2 separate regions of the Mus musculus genome follow, and region 2 is linked to region 1. Evidence: chromatin contacts called from public HiChIP or PLAC-seq data. All regions are on one chromosome and are shown on one strand. Each heading gives the region's core, a stretch centred on a gene start, on an enhancer-like site or on the middle of the called end of the contact. The rest is flanking DNA. Distances are from core to core; before and after follow the strand shown.

Region 1 (4,202 bases), core at 863-3,362:
CCCTACTTGTGTGCCGGGCTACTGCTGCTCATTCTTCAAGATTCGGGTGCCAGCTGGCTGTGTTGGCATATACCTGTACCCCAGTATTCATGAGGCTGAGACAGGAAGATGGGGAGTTCCAGGCTGGCCTGGGCTACATAAAAAAACTCAGGTGCATCCTCTGAGAGACAGCACCCCAGAGTCAGCTGCCTGGTACTGAGTTGACTATCTGTGCCTGCCACACCTACAATGGATTAAAAGCCTGAATGGATTTGCTTTTAACTGTATATTCTCTTAGGTAAGAAAGCATAAGTTGACTTTTTTTTTTTAACCTTTTTTGGTGACAGTGGGCATCAAAGCCAGGGCTTCACATATTCTAGGTAAGTATTGTTGTATCACCAAGTTACACCCCAGCCTGATCACCTTGGTTTTAATGTAGTCATAGATTCTCAAGAAAACTTCAGAGACCGTGTGGCGTCTACTGGATTCTCAGTGGCGTGCGTGGGTGAGGATGAGGGTTGGTGGCTGGCCACAGGGACTGTTTTTAATCTAAGCAATATGGTCCCTGCTATATTTACTTCTGTTGTTGAATTGCTCACACTTTTTCCTTCGACTAGAAAGTTTGTTTCCAGGCTTCCAGAGCTCTTGGCAGATTTTCTCATTCACAGCCAGTGCTGGGAGGTTCAGTGGGCAGGGCCGGGGGCTAGTCAGAGGCCACTGATTCACCCCCATTTGCAGAATGAATGGGCCCAGCAAACAATCAGCTTTTTTTTTTTTTTCCAATCTTCTAAATTTACTCTCAAGTGTGGAGATCCCAGGCTCCTGTCCACGAGGTTAGGGGGTCCTTCCACTCTCCTGCGGGGCTCGGAGCTTGGACACAGAACAGGCCACAGTGTCACCCTCCTTTACCTCCCCAGCCTCTGGGAACTCAGAGGAGTCAGAAAGCTTGCCCATATAAGTTAGCCAAGGCCTCCTGAAGGATTAGAGTCAGCTTCCTGCCTCTCCTCTGCCTGTGGCTCTCCCAAGCTCTGGCTGGCCACATCCCTTTCACTAACTTTGGGGATCCCAAAATAGTCCATCTACCAGTCCCCACCCATTCAGGGCTAAGGCTGTGACCGGTTCCCGGAGCCGGGGCTGTGTCGGTGCAAAGGCTTAACCCTAGGGATGTGGTTTCTAAAGTCAGACTAAGCATGAACCGGAGCCTGGGGCTGGCAAACACCCCAGGACTGGGAGGGGACAGGGAGTCTGGTGTCCTAACGCACATATGGGAAGGAACGTTTGGAAGCTTTGGAGGGCTCTCTTGATCCATAACCCAGACTTCATCGTGCTGGGACCTTACCTGGTGCAATGAGCGGGTGAGTAGCCACAGCAGGAACTGCCCGGCCAGGCCCTGGCCGGCCCTCCATGTTGCAGTTACCATCTCCTGCCTTGAGTGTCTCTGGCGCATTGTCAGTCCCACTAGGCTTGGCACCCGCAGGGGAACCCTGAGCCATGGTCCTGCCCTGTGGTGGGGCAGGCAGAGGCTGGCTACTGCTGGGTGTGGGTTTCAGGGCCAAGCTGGGCAGGACAGGCTGGGTGGGGGGAGGGCCCGAGGCTGCTGCTGCTGGTGTCTGCTGGGTGCGAAGCGTCAGGTTCTGTACCTGAAAAAGAGGGGCCCCGTGAGAGTCCAGAGAATGCAGGCCGGGGCAACAGCAACACACACCTGAGAGGGAGTTAGGGCAGATCCAGGACTACAGACATGAAAATGGTTTCTAGACGGAGCGAGTGAGAGAAAGAGAGATAGAGAAGAGACACCAGAAAGAGAGACGCACGGGGTGGGTAGTTAGGGGCTGAAAGAGAAGCCCGGAGTGGGTGGAGTTTGTAAAGAACACAGGAAGTATGGTTAGTGATCAGAACTGAATTCTGGGGCTGCCCGGCTGGGGCAGACAGGGGCAGGGAAGCCAGCGCCTTTCGTTCCCCACCCCTGACACTATCGGGATTCGTTGCATCCTACTGCGGCAAAGCACGGTATGGAAAAAAACAGAACAAGACTGACAGGCAAAGCAGAGGCTCAGCTTGTCCTCACAGTCAGGTTAACGCCAGGTCGTTTCCAAGACAGCCGCATGCTTACTCAGCCTGGTCCCTGCTGCCCTCTGCTGGACAATGGGGGGCAGTGCCGGACTCATAACCTAGCTTCTCCATCCTCGAGCTTGGGTCCCCCTTCTGGAGATGGCGTAGGAAGACAGACTGAGTAAGAGGTCCGTTCTCAGGTTCCCACAGACGTCTCACACAGAATAGCTCCTCTGTGCTGTAGCAGAAGGCCGGAGGCCAGCACCCATACCGTTCCTTCTCTCCGTATGCCCCTGCCTCTGATCCCCTCCCCTCAGTGCTGGCTCACGGTGCTCTCTGCTGCCTACCTATATTCAGAGGAGCCAAGAGGTGCTGAGGCCAGCTGGATGGTAACGAGCGAGTCCATTTTCTTATTGCTTCATAGACGAGTCCTACCACTGCCAGCACCCCTGCCCCTCTATGAGCTGCCCACCCCCCTGCCCACCCACGAGCCCGGGGTCCTCACCTGGGCAGGGGTAGGGGGCCGAGCAGGGGAACCAGTGCAGAGCTCAGGCTGAACAGTAGCGACGGTGGCCGTGGGCGTGAAGATGAGCTGAGGGGACAAAGGAACAGAGGGCCTAGGCTCCTAGCTACCTGCACCAAGTTACCTAGCTGGGTCTGGAATCACAGGGAACGAGGCACCTTTTACCTGCCCAGTGTAGGCTGAGCCACAGGGGAGAGCAGTTTAGCCAGGGGATGGCTAAGCAAGCGGGACCCTTGTTCTGAGGGACTCTGTTGCCTCAGAATCTGGCACTGTCTCCTCAGTCCTGTGAGGAGGAACCTTGGGCAGCTGTCATAGGCTGATCTTCCAGGTCTAAGATAGCTCTGTTCCCCAGGGCTAGATCGGAATAAGATTATCTTTCAAAAAGGATTAAATCGGTTTGCACAGTGGTCACTTTCTAGTCAAGCTCTGATTCAGCGGGGGTGGGGAGGGGAGTCTGGAAGCAGCAACAGCAGAGGAAGGAGATGGCCTGGAGCTACGGTGACTGCGTCTCATCTGGAGGGGTGCAGGTAAAGAGGCAGCACTGGCTGGCACCTTGACCTCTGTGTGGCTCTGTCTCTGCATGCATGTGGATAAGCTGGTGTCGGGGCAGGGGGCCTCCTTCATCTCAGTGCTGGGGCCTCCTGGATCACTCCCTCTGTGTACATTCTGCTCTCAGAGGGCAGCAGATGGGCATCAGGACCCCAGTGGGGACATAGAGTAAAGTGGAGTGTGGCTGCCAGTTGGCTGGGGACATGGAAGTCCAGTCATATGCTGTCTGAGGCATTGCCTGGGAAGGGGAAGAGTACCCGCAGCGACAAGCTCGGAGTCAGGAAGAAAAACTAGGGAACAAGATCAGAGCAGCCCCCGGTGTGATGCTCTGGCCTTAACAGCAAGGCAGGGAGGGACTACGCTGTCTTCAGGATGGTGTCATCATGGGTAAAAGAGAAAACCAGCTTCTCTTCAGCCTGGGCGGCACGGGCGGCACGGGCGGGGACTTGTCGGTTGGAGCCCACCACGGTTACGTGGTTGCTTCCTAGTCTGCTGTTCCCAGACCTAAGGACCCCTTAGGGGCAGACAGTGCCAGGTCAGGTATGTTCTACATGAAATAGAACGGGGCAAGCTGAGAGGACTGTCCTGGGAGCCAGCTCGTCTCTGTGGAGCAGCTAGAATCTGTCTGCTCACCTGTGAGTTCTAGGCACCACCTGGGCATGCATCCTGCCCCGTCTCCCTAACTTAGTTCTGAGATGGGCAGGGAAGGGAGGCACTGTAGGGTGACTTTCCCTGGCTCCATCTTGGACCTGACCCTCCCTGATCCCTACGGCTGCCCACTCAGCCCTCAGGCTTCTTCCACCCCCTTCTTCCTGCTCCTGGTTCCTTGCGATCTCTGCTCCTTTCTCTAATCTCCTATCTTTCCTGATTGTGTCCCTGAAGTCCAGGAACACACCCAGGACGCACATACTCACCATCTGCGCCCTGAGGTACATCTGTGCTTGGCTGGCAGTCAGGGCAGGGGAGGACGTGTTGCCCAAGAGCACGGCCTGCTGGGCAAGGCCCGAGGCTGCGGCTGAATTGACACTCTGTGCCCGGTTGATAAGCTGGGCTGCTGCCGGGGAGGCTGCCAGATTGAGCTGATGAGAGAGATGTGCACATC
Region 2 (3,942 bases), core at 1,288-3,787, 320 kb before region 1:
ATCAGCCCCACCCTGACGCAGTGAATCAGAGGCTGGGCATGGGGCTCCACAATCTGCAATCCGTGTTACAACACACCTTCCAGAGAACTCTGGTGCTGTGCTGAGCACAGAGCCCGGTACGCAATTAACTAGGTAACAAATGATCCACCCTGCTGCCACTGATCCACCCTGCTGCCACTGTTGTTAGTGTCCTTCCTGTGAAGCTGACTAAGTTCCCTCTGCCCTTTCCTCTTCATGCCTTACAAATACACTCATGGTCCAATTGCTAATAGGACCAGTTGCCCACACAACTGCCCTTTGGGGACCTATTTCCCAGCCTCTCCTGGCACATACCCAGTGATGTGTTTATGAAAAGATAAAGAGGTTTAAGATACGTTCTATGGGGATGTGGTGAGGTACGGAGGAAGGGGATGTCTCAGCAGGCCCATGCCAAGGCATCCCTTCCCCCTGAGGGACCAGCCACACGATGGTGTAGGATAGAAGAGAGTTTATTCAGGGCATGGGGAGGAGAGTTAAGAGGGTAGTAGAGTCAGAGAGAGGCAGAGAGAGAGAAGTAGAGAAGAATAGACGCCGGCCATGAGCTCGTGGAGGAGGGGGGAGGGAATGGGGAGAGAGGGGGAGCAAGAGAGCAAGAGAAGCAAGAGAAGGAAGTGGGGCAAGCAGGCCCTTTTATAGTGGGTCAGTCTACCTGGCTGTTGCCAGGTAACTGGGGGTGGGGTTTAGATAGAATGCTAACACCCAGGGACAGAGCTCATCATTTCTCTGGGTAGGTTAAGCCCCAGTTCCAGCTTTGCCCACATTTGCATGTCAACCATGTGTGCTCTGTGCAGATCTCCACACTCCGAGGTCTCTTTTCCTCTCACACAGGCCTCTCAGCTGAGCAGACCTGAGGCAACTTTCCTGCATACTGAGCTTCAAATGAAGCCTTGGCTCGGCTGAGGTGTAGGGAGGTGCTGCTTGCTGGGGGAGGAGCTGCTCGCTGAGGAGCAAGAAGCATTTCTGTTTGCCGGGTGGTTTTGGCAACACTTCACCCTGCTGACTCAATCTGGTCTGAGGTCAACCAAAACCCCGGGGCCTTTTTCTCAGGAACTGCAGATGCTTCGGGGGACTGGATCACCCTGTCCTACTTTGACTCGTAGGGCTTATTTCTTAAAAATAACACCACTTTCGAATTATAAGACTGAGCTGGCCTGCTAAGTGTGGTGCCGACTACCTAGAATTCAGGAAACTGGGGGCAGGAGGGTCTCAGGTCTGAGGTCAGCCTGGGCCTTGTCTCAAAAACAAAAACAAAACCATCACCAACAAAACAAAACAATGCCCCCCCACCCCACGCCACAAAAGAACAAAAACCAAAAACCATGCTTGATATAGTAAGTTAGGAAAACACTAAAGAAAAGTAAAACTAACTAGTAATGGACATTATACTTTTTTTTTCCTGACTTAAAAGCAAAAAACTCCTCAAACAAAGGAACAAACAAACAAAACCTCCCTACACTTAAAAATTTTCAATTTTCTTGTGGAAGAAAAACCGGAGAAAATGAAACCAATGTAATAGCCGGGCGTGGTGGCACACACCTTTAATCCCAGCACTAGGGAGGCAGAGGCAGGCAGATTTCTGAGTTCAAGGCCAGCCTGGTCTACAAAGTGAGTTTCAGGACAGCTAGAGCTACACAGAGAAACCCTGTCTTAAAAAAAAAAAAAACAAACAAACAAACAAACAAACAAACAAAAAAACAAAAACAACAAAAATAAAACCAATGTAATAAAAGGATAAGTTCAAATTCTAATGCCTCCGGATATAATCCACATAAAGGGTTTAACAGTGGAAACTTATCCCTCCCCTTGTCTGTAGACTTGGATTTAGGTCTGGCTTCTGTACTTCCTGGTTATGTCACAATCCGTTTAGTGTCTTGGAGCCTCAGTTTGGTCACCTGTATAATGGGGGTGACAATCACTGTTTCCCAGGACTGTGGCAAAGATGGAAATAATGGAAACTAATCTTGCAGTCAGGGTCTGCAAAAAGCTCAGAGTGGGGGCAAGAACTTGCCCTGGCTGACTGCTACTCGCTCTAATCTGGTCAGAGGTAACCTACCTGGCCTTGTTCTGCATCTCGCTACCCTGTTCCTTCTCCTCCCTCTGTCTTGCAGCATGTGTCTGGTGTCTGCATGTTGAGTAGTGACCGTCACTAACCATTTTATGCCCTGCTACTGGAAGCTCTTCCAGGGTAAGGGCCACATACCATCTTGTTCATTTCTCTGCTCCCGGTATCTAACAAGGTGCGCGTGACCTACTATGGCTGCTGAGAAGTGTGGAGCGAGCGAGCAAGGAAGCAAGCATTGGATAATGGGTTGTAGAAGAAAGGAATGAACATTTGGGAGACTGACTGTGACTGAAGGGCTGGCAGGCTGGGTGAGGAGGACCTGCGGATGATGTCATTCGATAGAACCACCCCCCACCCCGGCCCCTCCTACTACAGAGAGGGCCCTACCTCCTTTAACAGGCTTTGTCATAGCAGACAAGGCTCTCTGACATCTTGGGACAGGTAGGCCTAGCTCTCTGGTTACAGTACCTAGAGACGAGGCCTCCGGAAGCCCGGGAAGGAGGGAGTACAGGGGGCGTGGTGGAGCAGGGCGGGGCTGGAGGAGTGGAAACAGCCAGAGTGAGGGATGCCTCCACCCCAAGCCTGACACACTGACTGAATCAGTTGAAGTCTGACTTTGGAATGCAGTTCTCCGTCTGCAGCCCCACCTGTGGAGCGATCACTGGCCAGACTCCAGTCCAAGGCTGACTAAAAATAGTGTTGACTGGAGGCAGCAGTCTGGCTGGGTCCAAGCCCGACAGTGCTTTCGGCGAGCTCTAACCCAGACCTTCGCTTGCTTGCTGTGTGGTCTTATCTGTTTCTGGACCTGGAAATGGGGTGGAGGGGCTGTCTCTTCCTCTTTTTGATTGCTTAGGCAGCATCTTCACTTTCTCCCAGGCAACCTCCAAAAAGTCCCCAAAGCAAAAGCAAAACAAACAACTTGACGCTCTGGACTATTTTAAGTTCACTGAGCAGGTCTCTGAGAGGAACAGAGAACTCGTTGAGAAAAACTGGGGTTACCCTGAATTCGGCTCCAGCTTCAGCTTCCTTACCTATAAAATGACCAGGGATGACAGCTGCTCCCATCCCTGGGGACTAAGGCCTCTGTTTAGGAGGTGCACTGCAGGATGAGAACAGTGTGTCCTCCCCCTAGAAAAGGCTAAATGGCTTCAGAGCCAGCTCTTTCTTCCACCCTCCATACCACAACTTGAAGTCAGATGGGACCTTCTGTGACATTCCTGAGCCTGGTTTGGCCACAGCTAACAAACCAGATCGTGGGGGGGATTCTCTTCGCTGAGGGCCTGGCTGGTGTCAGGGCCTGCGGGAAGGGAGTTTTTAGAGGAGGAAGTGGTTGTGGTCAGACAGAATGATGGAGCAACTTGCTAGGATCTGAGTGGAAACCCCCAACTCCTACCGTGTTCTCATAGTGGGATGTGGGGGCAGACACTGTAGCTGCTCCACCCCCACCTCCATGAGAAAGTACCTGGTGTTCAGTCCAGGTTTCACTTGGGGCCATGTTAGAACAACAACGTAGCTGACCTGGTGAGGCCTCATACCAGCTGCTTGCCATCTTTGGCCAGGGAACCTGCCCCTCCCAAGGTAGTTTTGCATTCAGAGATGGGTGCTATCAGGCAGACCACTCTGCTTTGCTGTTCTGAGGTAAGATGCAGGGAGATGGCTCTTGCTGTAAGCTCCTGGTTTGCTGGGTGTCATGGGAGGTCCTTTCCCTTTCTGGGGGAGTGACAGATGCTCTGGAGTGGTAATAATATTGAGCCCAAGATGCTGTGGCTAAGGCAAGCTATTTTGTAAACCCTGGGCTGTTGGACGGTTCTGTCTAGAGAGGAAGCATTACCGAGGACGGT

What was found. HiChIP or PLAC-seq counts read pairs in DNA pulled down with a chosen protein or histone mark.
Region 2: an H3K27ac HiChIP or PLAC-seq map of T-cell acute lymphoblastic leukemia shows a contact between it and region 1, with 7 times the contacts expected there. The contact joins two enhancer-like sites. A contact is called at or near these places in 6 of 115 datasets of contacts at active chromatin or transcription factors (CD8 T cells, T-cell acute lymphoblastic leukemia, embryonic hindbrain and 3 more).

The regions. Positions count from the first base shown.
Region 1 is chr4:128,709,476-128,713,677 of GRCm38.p6, reverse strand. Phc2 (polyhomeotic 2) reads right to left here. Exons shown (of 15, transcript NM_001195130.1): 5 at 4,015-4,179; 6 at 2,534-2,620; 7 at 1,319-1,619. Among named protein-coding and RNA genes, the nearest start is that of Gm33712, 16 kb to the left of the region's middle. Within about 2 kb of position 2,112, at least 184 of the 459 cell types and tissues checked have an H3K27ac peak or open chromatin away from gene starts, as enhancers often do. A contact at or near this core is called in CD8 T cells, T-cell acute lymphoblastic leukemia, memory CD8 T cells and 1 more, where this site is marked.
Region 2 is chr4:129,032,361-129,036,302 of GRCm38.p6, reverse strand. No RefSeq gene overlaps it. Among named protein-coding and RNA genes, the nearest start is that of Rnf19b, 24 kb to the left of the region's middle. Within about 2 kb of position 2,537, at least 304 of the 459 cell types and tissues checked have an H3K27ac peak or open chromatin away from gene starts, as enhancers often do. A contact at or near this core is called in CD8 T cells, T-cell acute lymphoblastic leukemia, memory CD8 T cells and 1 more, where this site is marked.